2 separate regions of the Rattus norvegicus genome follow, and region 1 is linked to region 2. The links are chromatin contacts, called in public Hi-C maps. All regions are on one chromosome and are shown on one strand. The core of a region is the stretch at or near the end of the contact, and the rest is flanking DNA. Distances in the headings are between cores, read along the strand shown. Region 1 holds the start of Gemin8 (gem (nuclear organelle) associated protein 8). Region 2 holds the start of Gpm6b (glycoprotein m6b).

The links. A called contact is a pair of places that touch in the nucleus more often than the background predicts.
Region 1: a Hi-C map of liver shows a contact between it and region 2, with 2.6 times the contacts expected there. The contact joins the promoter of Gemin8 here to the promoter of Gpm6b in region 2. A contact is called at or near these places in 5 of 12 Hi-C or Micro-C datasets (the A7r5 cell line, the Rat2 cell line, kidney and 1 more) and 1 of 1 datasets of contacts at active chromatin or transcription factors (oligodendrocytes).

Annotation. Positions count from the first base shown.
Region 1 is chrX:31,908,500-31,914,818 of GRCr8, reverse strand. It overlaps Gemin8 (gem (nuclear organelle) associated protein 8), which reads left to right and starts at 4,539. Exons shown (of 4, transcript NM_001007756.1): 1 at 4,539-4,621.
Region 2 is chrX:31,730,229-31,736,072 of GRCr8, reverse strand. It overlaps Gpm6b (glycoprotein m6b), which reads left to right and starts at 2,836. Exons shown (of 7, transcript NM_138846.2): 1 at 2,836-3,138. The coding sequence starts at 3,078.

The sequences.
Region 1 (6,319 bases), core at 3,290-5,789, 180 kb before region 2:
AACTTTCTTCATGATACATGGGTCTTAGGATAGGGTAGGGTAGTCCAAAGAGCCAAGAGATCAGTTACAGATTCCTATGGTCCACCACATCATCCATACTGGTGCATCCCAGGGAGTGGGGTTGGGCATAGCCTAGGGTTTTTCAGTTCTACTTTCTCTGCAGCATAACAGACTTAGTCTTTAGGATTTAACACTACATTGCCTTCAGCTCCATATAGCTCTCCTCTACCTGCTGGGATGAGCAGGAGTGAGAGCTACAAACTATGAAAAGGCTTATCCTGCTATAGCAGGATAGTTATAAGTGGAACTTCATTTCTTTGGTGGACTCCCTACTCTTACCATGCAAACTATTTCCAGGATACAGTAAGGCAACTTTCCTAATGCTGGGACCGTTCATACAGTTCCTCATGTTGTGGTGACCCCACCCATAAAATTATTTTCCTTGCTACTTCATAACTGTATTTTTGCTAGTGTTATAAATTATAATGTACATAATTTTAGAGATCAAAGTTTGCTGAGGGGGTCACAACCCAAAGGTTGACAACCCCTGCTGTAAGACTCCTGAACTATACAGGTTGTGAAAATAGTAAATTTGCATGATTGTTTAAAGGAGTGGTTCACTACTAGGAGCAATTCTGAGCCACAGGGGACATCTGACAAGATCTTTCCTTTCTACAAATGAGGGGCACCAGGAACACCAGGGATATTTCTAAATACCCTACAGTGCATAAGGCAACCCTCACAATGAAATGGTACAGTGTCCCAAAGGCAACAGTCTTGAGTGTCAGAAACAGCATCTTAAAGTTCCTCATCATAGGTGAGCTTTGAAGTTTCGCTTTATCTGAAGTTTTACCCTGAACAAAAGAAAGAAAATGCTAGATGAGAAATGGTCGAATTACAAATTCCCACCAGGAGGCGCTAAAACACAAGTAATAATTCAACCTCCCCTAGCTTTTCCAAGACTTCTCAGGGTTTCATCCAGGGGAGTTATAATGACCATGCTTCTTTTTTTTTTTTTTTTTTTTTTGTTTTGTTTTGTTTTGTTTTGTTTTTGTTTTTGTTTTAGATTTTTTATTTAATTTTGTAAATTTACATTTCAAATGTTATCTCCTTTTCCAGTTTCCCATCCATAAACCCCCTATCCCATCCCCTCCCCCTTCTTCTATGAAGGGGTTCCCCCACCCATCCCCTCACCCCTTCCTGCCTCCCTGCCCTGACATTCCCCTACGCTGGGGCATCGAGCCTTGATAGGACCAAGGGCTTCTCCTCCATTGGTGGCCACCCTCTCTTAATCACCTCTGCACCTTGGCTATTTTGGATGACCATGCTTCTTAAACAGAATTCTCACCTTTTTTCCCCACAGCCGTTTTCCCTTTATTCGTGGGTAAATATATCAGACACTATTCCTACATTTGTGTTGCTCCCTGTGGACAGCATTAATTTCCACACTAAGTATTAGAAGATAATCATGAGTTGGCTTCTCGTCTTTTAGGTGCTGTTAAGCACCACCTATGTTTTTATGCAACTAAATTAGGACAAACAACCAGTAAATTTCCGCCAAGAAGAGAGCCACCTCAGTCAGAGATGGGGGGGGGGGCAGGTGGGAGAATCTGCTAGCTTCTTGACTTTATATTCAGCCACTGAAAGACAGAAAATTTCAAAAGTGCTTTATCTTTCTGATGGATAATGAGTCGTGACATTCAAACTACTCGTGAACAGTGTTGTGGACAAGTCCTAAGACAGTAATTCTTAAGTGAGAGTAGCTTTGCCCCCAGGAACATTTGGCAATATGCCTGGCCTTTTTCTGTAGTGTCCCAATTGAGGGGTGCAACTAGCATGTAGGTAGTAGGTAGAAGACAGATATAATTCAAGATATCTTAGCAGGGCAGCCCTCAGAACACAGAATAATTTCAGCCTCAAATATGATTAATACTGTGAAACTCTGAGAGGAAGAGGCTCTCCCTTTTATCCTCCCTCTGAACAAGGAGGGGGAGAGGGGAAGGTGCCGTGATAAATCATTTTGGACTAAGATCTCAGAGTCAGGAAGGCAAGATGAGTGTGAGGGTTTATATATGCTCCGCCCAGGGAGTGGCACTATTAAAGAGGTGTGGCCTTGTTGGAGTAGGTGTGTCACTGTGGGTGTGTGCTTAAGACCCTCACCCTAGCTGCCTGAATGTGAGTCTTCCACTAGCAGCCTTCAGATGAAGACGTAGAACTCTCAGCTCTTCCTGTACCATGTCTGCCTGGATGCTGCCATGCTCCCACCTTGATGATACTGGACTGAAACTCTGAACCTGTAAGCCAGCCCCAGTTAAATGTCACCCTTTATAAGACTTGCCTTGGTCATGGTGTCTGTTCACAGCAGTAAAACCCTAACTAAGACAATGGTTAGGGCTAAAAGATAGGTAGAGGGTGAGTTTCTCATCCCATGGAGCTGCCAAATTACTCTGGGCTCCTCACTGTCATAATTGTGAGAACGAAACCTACTTCTCAACACTGAATGACTCATTTGGATCTCTACAACAAGAGTGAAAGCAATAGTAACATTCTAGCTAGCAATATAGTCTACACACATACTCTGTGTATATGTGTGCGTGGACACTCAGTATTTCTGAAACTGCTCCATTTGAAATACACTTACTCTAAGCCCACCATGTTCTTCCTTTCTTACAAGTTCCTCACCTCTTTCTCATATCACTCTCTTTTCTTTCCTTCCCTTCTTCCCTCAGACTCCAAATGACTTGCCTGCTTCCAAGAAGATAGTCACAGTCCTATAAACATACACAGACTTTTCTCATTTCTTGCCTAAACCAAACTGCCTCTGTGTGTGTGTGTGTGTGTGTGTGTTTGTGTTGTCTCTGTGTGTGTTCTGCAATATATTCTTCATATAAATTTACTACATTATGTCAGGTATGATAAGGTACATTCTCCCACCTGGGAAGTAGTTCTAGCCAAAGCTACATAAAACTCTTTCTAAACAAACAAAAAACATAATCGCAATCTAATTTGCTGTCTATGATCTCTACCCAACCAATTGTCAATTTTATGAAGTAAAAAAAAAACTGTCTTGTTTATCAGTGTATATTCACTAAATAAAATACTACATTCCATTAGAATTAGAATTTTTGCTACATATATAATTTTATGTTCTATTGGACAGATAAATAAAGTAAAATTATGTACATGGAATTAATTTCACTCTTCATTTATGGTAAATTCTCCTTCCCTAAGGGAAGGATTTCTTTCTGAACAGAGCTTCACGTGTCCCAGGTTGAACTCAGATTCACTCTGCAGCCAAAGACAACCTTGTCTCCATCTTCAGAATTCTAGGATTGCAGATATACCACCATGCTTAGTTTTGAGATGTGGTGAAGGTATAATTTAGTGCATCATGCAGGCTAGGCAAACATTCTATCAATTGAGCTATATCACTGTCAAGTAGAGTATTGCTTACAATCTGAGATAGTTAAGCCATGCTTGTTCATATTCGTGCCTGTAATCCCAACAGCAAAGAGGCAGATGAATCTCTGTGAATTCAAGCCAGCCAGGGCTACATGGTAAGCTTCAAGACAGCCAAAAGTGAGACTGTGTCAACCATAACTAGACATTTTACAATCACTTTTTCAATATTAACTCTTTAAAATGTGCTGTGGAATTTAATTAAGCACATCAAAAACTCTCACATTTAAGTATCTCAAAGCCACGTGTGCCTAGAGGCTACAAGATACTTCAGATACTTAGCATACAGTAGACATCCAGGATATGTTTGTTAAATATTCTTTTATACACCCATATTACGGGAATAACAAGGTAATAATGTCCCACTACTGACACTGTATAATTAGCCTTTTGTTTGGCATTTTACTTGTTTCCAAGTATCACGTTTTGGAATAACCACGCAATAAGCATCTGGTTCAAATTCGGTTTTCTTAGGAATAAATGCCCACAAAATACGGCACATTTTGCCAAAAACAAAACAAAAAAGCCCACTTGGCCTTCTGGTAGTTCATATTTTGTTATTAAGGACTCTTCTGCAAGTCCAGAAAGGCATGGACAGCTGACGATTATGACAGAAATACTAAGGGTACTTTCGTTTCTTGGTCTGAAGCAGTACATGATATATCATGCTAGGTACAAATTAAGGTTCCTAAATGCCAGCCTGAGACAGTTAAATACATAGATCTGAGTGAATCTACATTTTCAAAACAATTTCTCGTCCTCCATTTTAGTGAAGAAAGTGAAAGCTAAAAAAAAAAAAAAAAAAAAAAAACACAAGCAAACCAAAAAACCCGAAAGCTGAAGGCTCCGATTCAGCTCTGCTTCCCCAGTGCCCAATAGGCACTCGGCTCTCCGCCCGGACCGCCAAAACAAACGAATTCCCTTCCCATGAGGCCCTTGGCTCCGTGTAACCACTAGCACGACGTAACGTCACGTTCCAAGGCGGGATTTCCGTCTTCCTGGACGCGTACCGGAAGCTCGTTCCTTGTTGCCCAAGCAACACCACTCTCTTTCTCTCTCTCTCCTTGTGCCCTTCTCCACTCCGCCCCTTTTTCCTCCCCACCAGGAGAACTAGATCCGTTGTTACCCACCGCCTGAGATCTGCAAGCCGCGTGCCCACGAGGTGATTTCGGGGGCTGATGGGTTGCTTTTGGGGAGTAAGGGAGTAGCGTGGCAGCCCCGGGCCTAATTGCCTCAGAAGCTTGGAGTACTGTCTTGGCGCTCAGGCTGTGGCTGTTAATTACCATCACCCGGCAGCATGAGGTGGTTCCAGAGACCCACCGGAGTCCCAAACCCTAACAGATTGTTAAAACTAGTTCTAATTTATGCCCTCAACCCCTCACGTGCTTCCTAATCCTTGAATGCCTGCTGAGAATTCTGTTCCCAGGCCCCCACCTCAGACTCTTTCAATTCAGATCTTTTAGAAGTGACGCTCAAGCATGGGAAGGTTTGGGGGTTTGGGGTTTTTTTGGTTTTTTTTTTTTTTGTTTTTTTTTTTTTTTTTGTTTTTTTTTTTTTTTTTTTTAGCTCACGGTGTAATTCAAATGTGCTGTGGATCACAGTGTTGCAGTAGGTCTATCGGGACACATTCTTGGAGATGTCTAAGTGTCTGGCTTATTTACAAAAGCAAAACAAACAACAAAACCCGAGTTTTCTTTTATCCCCTTTGCAACTTTTGAGGTCTGTAGGTCAGAAATCTTAGTGGATATTATCTTGAGAACATTTGATAGTTGCTATGGGTAACCAGAGTTCTGAACCATTTTCTTTTCTTTTTTTCTTTTTTTTTTTTTTTCCTGAAATGATCGTTACAAACTCGCTGCACAGATTAGGTTCTGGACTCAACTGTTGCTGGGGTTTTTATTTGAGTTTTTGTTTGTTTTTTGTTTTGTTTTTTAACTAAAAGGCAGAACATTACTCAAAATCTTCAGACTAAAAGTTAATAACACAAAGCCTCTATGAATTGTGAGATTGGGATACTATTTGAAAGTACAATTTACGCTAGCATAGTTTGTCAAGATAACAGTCCCTTTGGGATGGCAGTGAAAGAGAAACCATGTAGATATGCTTTGGCAAATCTAACACCTGCAGGTTCACAGTAAAGTGTGTGATCCCTTCTGTTGACTGTTGGGCTGGGAAAATAAATAACCCGAAGTTGCGGAGAGACATTTTCATCCTGAAACTGTTCCACAGCTGCCAGAGGCTTATTTTGTGTTTCTTAAAGTCCAGCATTTAAGGAGCAGTTAAGATAAGGATGGCAGGAAATTAAACGTGGCTGGAGGTTAGATAAGAGTTCACAAGCACACTATAGAACTCTCTAAATTACTTATTTATGTTGCAAAATCCACCCGTAAACCACTTGGACTAGTGAATGCAGACTGTAACGTTTAAGGCCAGATGAATTGAAAATATATTAATGTATTTAGACATTTGAAACTTATTACTTTTTTTAGTTACTATCCCTTAATAATTTGGTGGAAGCACAGGTAGGAGAGAATATTATCAGGATATAACAGACAATCTCAACAATTCCAGTAGCCTCTAAAGGCATGAGATTATACCTGTTATTTTCTCTGGTGGAAGAAAAATAGGATCTCTAAAAGGAATAAATTATAGAATCTATCCCCTCCAAATAAGTGCCCAGAGGAAGTACAGTATGCAGAAAAGAAATTAGCATGGAATTACTAGAAAAGTATTTATAGGAAGTAACTTAAAATAGGTCTCTGGAAAGATAAAAGTGGCTTTAAGTGCCCAAACTAGTCAAGATGTTTGCTGCTGTGCCAGTAATTGTGAGTGTGTGCTCTATTTGGCCTTCCTCTCTGAT
Region 2 (5,844 bases), core at 1,587-4,086:
ACATGGTGGACAAAATAACCGCTGCATGTGGATGACACTGTACTCTTTTAAGGCAGTAGCAGCCATTTCATAGGTTTTAATGTAATACATCCATTTTCTGTCAACATCTCTTACTCCTGCATCAGCTTTCACATGTGTCTTTACTGTCTTACAGCATGAAGCTCAAAGAAACAGCTTCAGCTCAAAGACTCATTTCTTTTCCTGTTTGAGATATATGTATATATATATATACATATATATGCAAAATACATATATATGCGCAAAAAATGGAGGCATGCCCAAAAGTATTTTAAACATGTATTTGCTTTTTCTTCCTCTTGACGGGTTCTCTATTGCTTCTTTCTTCTCTTTCCTAATCATATGGTTGATCATAAACATCCGTGGGATTTTGAAGCTGCTTATGAACTGGTACAATGGTAATTTCCAGAAGTGGTATCATAAATCATAGTCCTAGCAGAAGTAAAGCTACGAATAAGGTTAAAAATAATGAATAGCGCATTTACCTGTAGATTTTCCGAGTAAAACTAAAAGGGCATTTTGTCCAGTTGCTTTGATTTGCCACTATGTTATAGACAACAGCAGTTTAAGAAAATTTAGAATGCCTTTCATATTTTGCCTTTCATTTTGTTAGTATTAAAATAATGTTCCTAAGTTCCGTGGTAAGTACCTCACCATACAGACCCTATCTCTTACGTAAGCAAACTAATTTGTCAAATAGGAGATCCAACAAAATTAGGCTCCTCTGATATTTCTAGAATTAAATGACTTTGTTAGACACTTTATAAAAAATCCCACTAGCATAGTTAATCACAATTATATTTTTTATAATTTACATTACATTCATTTCTTTCACTGTCAGTGAAATAACGTTTACATATATAAAGGTCAGAGACTAGCAGTGGAAGTCGGTTCTCTCCTTTCGTGTGAGCCCTAAGGATGAAGCTCAGACCATACTTGATAACAAGAGCCATCTTACCAATGTGGAAGTAAAATTTTAGACCTTTGTGCCTGAATGAACCTAAACTGTTCTGACGCAGCTTTTAAAAAACTGTTCAATTAAGGCACACTATGAGTTTTCCCATGGAGATAGTTATATCACTCTCTCTCTCTCTCTCTCTCTCTCTCTCTCTCTCTCTCTCTCTCTCTCTCTCTCTCTCTCCAGAGGCTGAAGCTTTAGGTGGTGCCTTCCCAATCCCTTCACCAAGAGACAATAAAATAGGCTGAAACCATATTTCAGGGCAAAGCTGGCTGTGGGCGTGGTCTTCAGGGACAATGAGGAAAGTGGAAAGGGAGACGGAAAATTAAAAGAAAGTGTCGAAGCAGGCCAAACTGGTTTTCAACGTCTTTTCTTGTTTAACACAGCAGAAATGTTGAATATAAATGGGCGTGAGAGATTATCTAAAACCAAAGCATTAAAAGATCAGGCTGCTAAAAGATTTTGATTTGGGATCTTCCCACATTGTTTTGAGGTATTGTATAAAAATCCCATAAAACTTTGGAGAATGCTTTTAGGAGAGATGATTTCCACTTTTAAAAAAATGTGTGTGTGTGTGTGTGTGTGTGTGTGTGTGTGTGTGTGTGTGTGCACGCACAGTAATATATTGTCTCCTTCTACCATGTGGAGCCCAGGAATGGCGCTCTAGTGGTTAGATTTGGCAGCAGGAAATTTTACTGAGCCGTGTCACTGGCCCTCCAACATGTCTTTAATGTTTACTCCCAACATGGGTGTCAAGTAGACTATGCCGGCTCCTGGAATCCCATATCCCATGGTTATTGATAGTTATCGTTGTATGTGACTTCAGTTTACAGAATTTTTTCAGTGAGGACAATGAAGGTGAGTGAGTCAGATGCAATTATTAAATGAATATGAAATTGGTGATGCTTGAAAACTCAGGCTCATAATCAAAGAAAAGATTTAAATGCTTAATTTGAGTTAAGAACATTGGTCTTAATTGTGCAAAAGGGCTTGTGAATCAGGATCAGCCATCAGAATCATTGGAATCCCTGTGGGCACAATAGCCTTGAAGCCAGATGTTTAGAGTGCTGTTAAAAAGTACCCTCTTGAGGTTTAACGGAGGACTTCTAATTAATAATATTCTGTGCAGATGGAATCCCATCCTATCAAAAAACCTTGATTTTTGTATTAGAAACCACCAAAATATCAAGTAGATATACTTTCAATATACCGATTGTAGAATAAGCACGAGCCCCTTTTACAAATTGTGTTTGAGCTAAAATTCCTCATATATTAATACAAAGAAGTAGAATCTAATGCTAAATTGCTGTCAGCATTGTTAAATCTATTGGAAGTTTCTTCCCTCCTGAATATCTCTTCTCTTTTGTTGTTAGTATTTTTTAAGTAAACTTGTCCAGAGATTTGTGAAACAGAAGTTTTTCTGGTTTTTGTTTTTTTATTTTTTTTTAATAGAGCAAGAGTACATCTTTTGAAGAGACTTTTCCAGGGCTGGGAATAAATAGAATAAACAAAACTGATGCCCCAGAAAGGGGACGCATAGGAAAATAGGCATTCTCCTGAGAGATAACATATACTGTGGTCTGACCAAGTCACGTGGTGGGAGGGGGCTCTTTTCTTTCTCCTCCACATCCCTTCCTCTGATGTCACAAGTCTATTATTTCCTGGGAGAATTAATTAGTATTCATTGGGTTGCAGTTGGCAAGAAGAAAAAAGGGAGGGCAGAGAGACAGACAGAGAGACAGAGAGAGGGAGAGACAGAGACAGAGAGAGGGGGAGGAAGAGCTTGGTGGGGGAGCAGGAGCTTCCTGGGGTGCACTGAGAGTGGGGGCACAGAGTGGCTGTTTTATAACCGGGATCCTCGGTGACGTATGGTCGCCTGCTCCTTGGCAGCTGTCTTTATGGACCAGTAGGCAGAGCGAAATTGACGCTGACAAGACTTTCGCGTCTTGGAAGGCACTGTAATCTACTGTAGTGAAGAACAGAGCCTCTCAATCAGGCGGGTGGAAATAAGAGAGACAGAGGGGAGTCCAAAAGAAAAGGAAGAGGAGGGGGAAAAGTGTGTGTTGTGGGGAAGCAGGGAAAAGCATTTTTGGTGGATGGTATGAAGCCAGCCATGGAAACTGCAGCCGAGGAAAATACTGAACAAAGCCAAGAGAGAAAAGGTACCCAGCGCTCTGACAATAGCCTGTTTTAAAGATTTTGACTGAGGGTTCTTGAAAGGGGTTAGCCAGGTTTTGTCTCTTCTAAAAACGGCTCTAAAACAATCCCTGGTGGTGTGGTCTTGTATTGGGTGGGTTTTTTCTTTATCCTGGGGACTAATGTTAAATAGTGTTATTTCTATTTCTGTCGCAAGGATTTCTATGTAACGTGGTATTTCATAAAGGGTGTTTGTAGTTTGTCACCTTGGGCTACTGGATGGGAAAAACAGTCTCTCTTTTTTTTACTAAAATAATTAATCATGATTTAAGTCCTATGTTCTGCATGCTATGCTCACGGAATAGGAGATGTGTTATTCTGTATTAATGCTAAAGAACTAGAGGAACATGCATGCTAAATATGCTTTGATTCCAATAATACGCGAGTGACTTAGACATGCTCTAATTTTTTATTCTAACATGATTGTTCTTTCCATGTATCAGACTATGACATGTAATAATCATTTATAGTGGGGGCTTGAAAGGGGACGTCAGCTTTGTCCCCCAGCACCTATAGAAAGGAAGAGATCTTTTGCTAATTAAACTTAAATGATTTGGGGAAGGAAAAACTGTCCAAGGGCTCCATCTTTAAAGGAAGTCTTAGACGATGTCACAATTTTGATATTTAGGTTTTGGAGAAATTGTCGTTATTGCACCAAGAAAATGGCAGAAAAGAGACGCTATGCCTCTAAGGTCAAGTTGGATGCCCCATAGAAACAGCTCAGCCAGTGTTAGGTTAACGGCATCTAGCTGCACTGTAACTGATCTCTTCACTCCAAGATAGAAACCATCATAAAATGCACCAACATGTTTTATAACTGCACTAGCTCAGTTTAAAAAAAAAAAAGTCATGCTTAGGTTCTTTCTCATGACTTTTACAGAGAACAGCAGTCCCTAAATAATAGTAATTCTCCAGCCACAGTTTCTTTATTAATATATGGGTTGAGCCATACGAAATTGCTGCCGTCAAACATTTTAAATATGAAAAATACATCTACATGTAGTTCAACCTCACAGCACATTCGGGTGAAGACTGTGTATCTTCATATAGAATTTTTTTCTGCCTATACTAACATTCCATCCTAAACAGACCAATTTCATTTTTTAAATTTGTTTTTATAGAAGCATGATACTATCCACAGATTTGCCGTTTAACCTCTTTTAAACAGACACTTCAGGGGCAACAAGTACAAAGCAATTTCATTCGAAAGTTGGTCCTTTAGTTCAATCCTCACACAAAGTCTACCTCTCCCCTAACAAAAGGCACTCTGTCTTTTCGTGCATGTGATTTTTTTTTTCTCATCTCTTTTTTCGGAATCTGTGTGAATGGTCAAACAGCAATAAGAGAAACTCTTGGGAATATTTATCGAGTTTCATTTCCGTCACAATTAATACTAAGTTGACTGCATGTCTGATAATATAGTAGTATTCTGGAAGAAACTTACCCCAGTTCATAGCATTTTTCTTCTAAAATGGGTGGTTATTGCTTTATATATGCTTTTTATTAATGCTGTGTTTGCCTGTGGCAGATAAGACCACTGTGACTTCTGCAGACTATCTAGGTCTGGAGAAATGTACCTTTTGGTTTTCTCTCAAGAAACCAAAGGCATACAATTTTTACTACAGAAGCGTGTAGCTTATTCACATTTACTCTTATTTTGCGTTTTTACACATTTAATGGCTGGTCTACAGGTTACGACTCTGTCTCCAGTATATGAAAAGTAGTAAGCTATTATTACAGAGGCAAAATTAGAAGCAAATACAATTTTTAGAGAAACTTTCAAGATGACCAGGATTCATAAACACTAGTTATTAAGGAATTAAAAATGACAAGCTACCAAGCTAAGGTCACATGTAGAATACAGGCTTTGATAAGAATCTGGGCCAGAAAATTTATTCTCAATCTGCAGCAAGGATTGGGATCGCTGTGGGGACACCCACCCACCCATCCACCCAAAGCATTCTGGAAGGCGACTTAATGTATGTATGTATCTTGATTTGGATGACCAAGTCCATATTCTACCTGTACAAGTCCAAACTCCACAAGTATCATTGTCATTCCCTAGTTTCCTGACCCATTGCCCCCAAACAGTACCCATGAATGGTCCTGTCCACCCATCACTTCTGTATTCCTTCAGATGTAATTAATGTTAAGTGTATAGAACCTATGCTTAGTTCCTCGACATTAACATTTACAAATTTAGCATTATTATTTATAAAATGAATTGTGTGATTTTGGAACTTAGAGAATCTCCTCTTCATCTTCCTCCTCCCCCTCCACCCCCTTCTCCTCCTCTTCTTTCAAGACTTCTTAATTCCTAAATGTAATCCCCTACATTTTTGTTACTTCACAGAGGTTCGTTGCATATATTCCCACTGGTTTTCAGTTGTGGATGGCAGAGGCAATGCCTGTCTGTTAATTAGGGGTATTGATGCTCAGTGGCTAGCACCCAACAGCTTGTGAGTGAATAGCTTTGAATAGTTATTACAGTGTCTATGAAGAATGTAAATTAAACTGAGATTTATAAATTGACCCCAGCTTTTCTGGGTAGTGTTCGTTCCCAGAGAGAGTTTACATAGGGCAGCACAAGTGAGCTATTGCAATTCACTAACTGCCACCAAGAGGTCTGTTTCTTTAGAAATGCAATCAGAATTGCTTTGTTCTTATTTCAG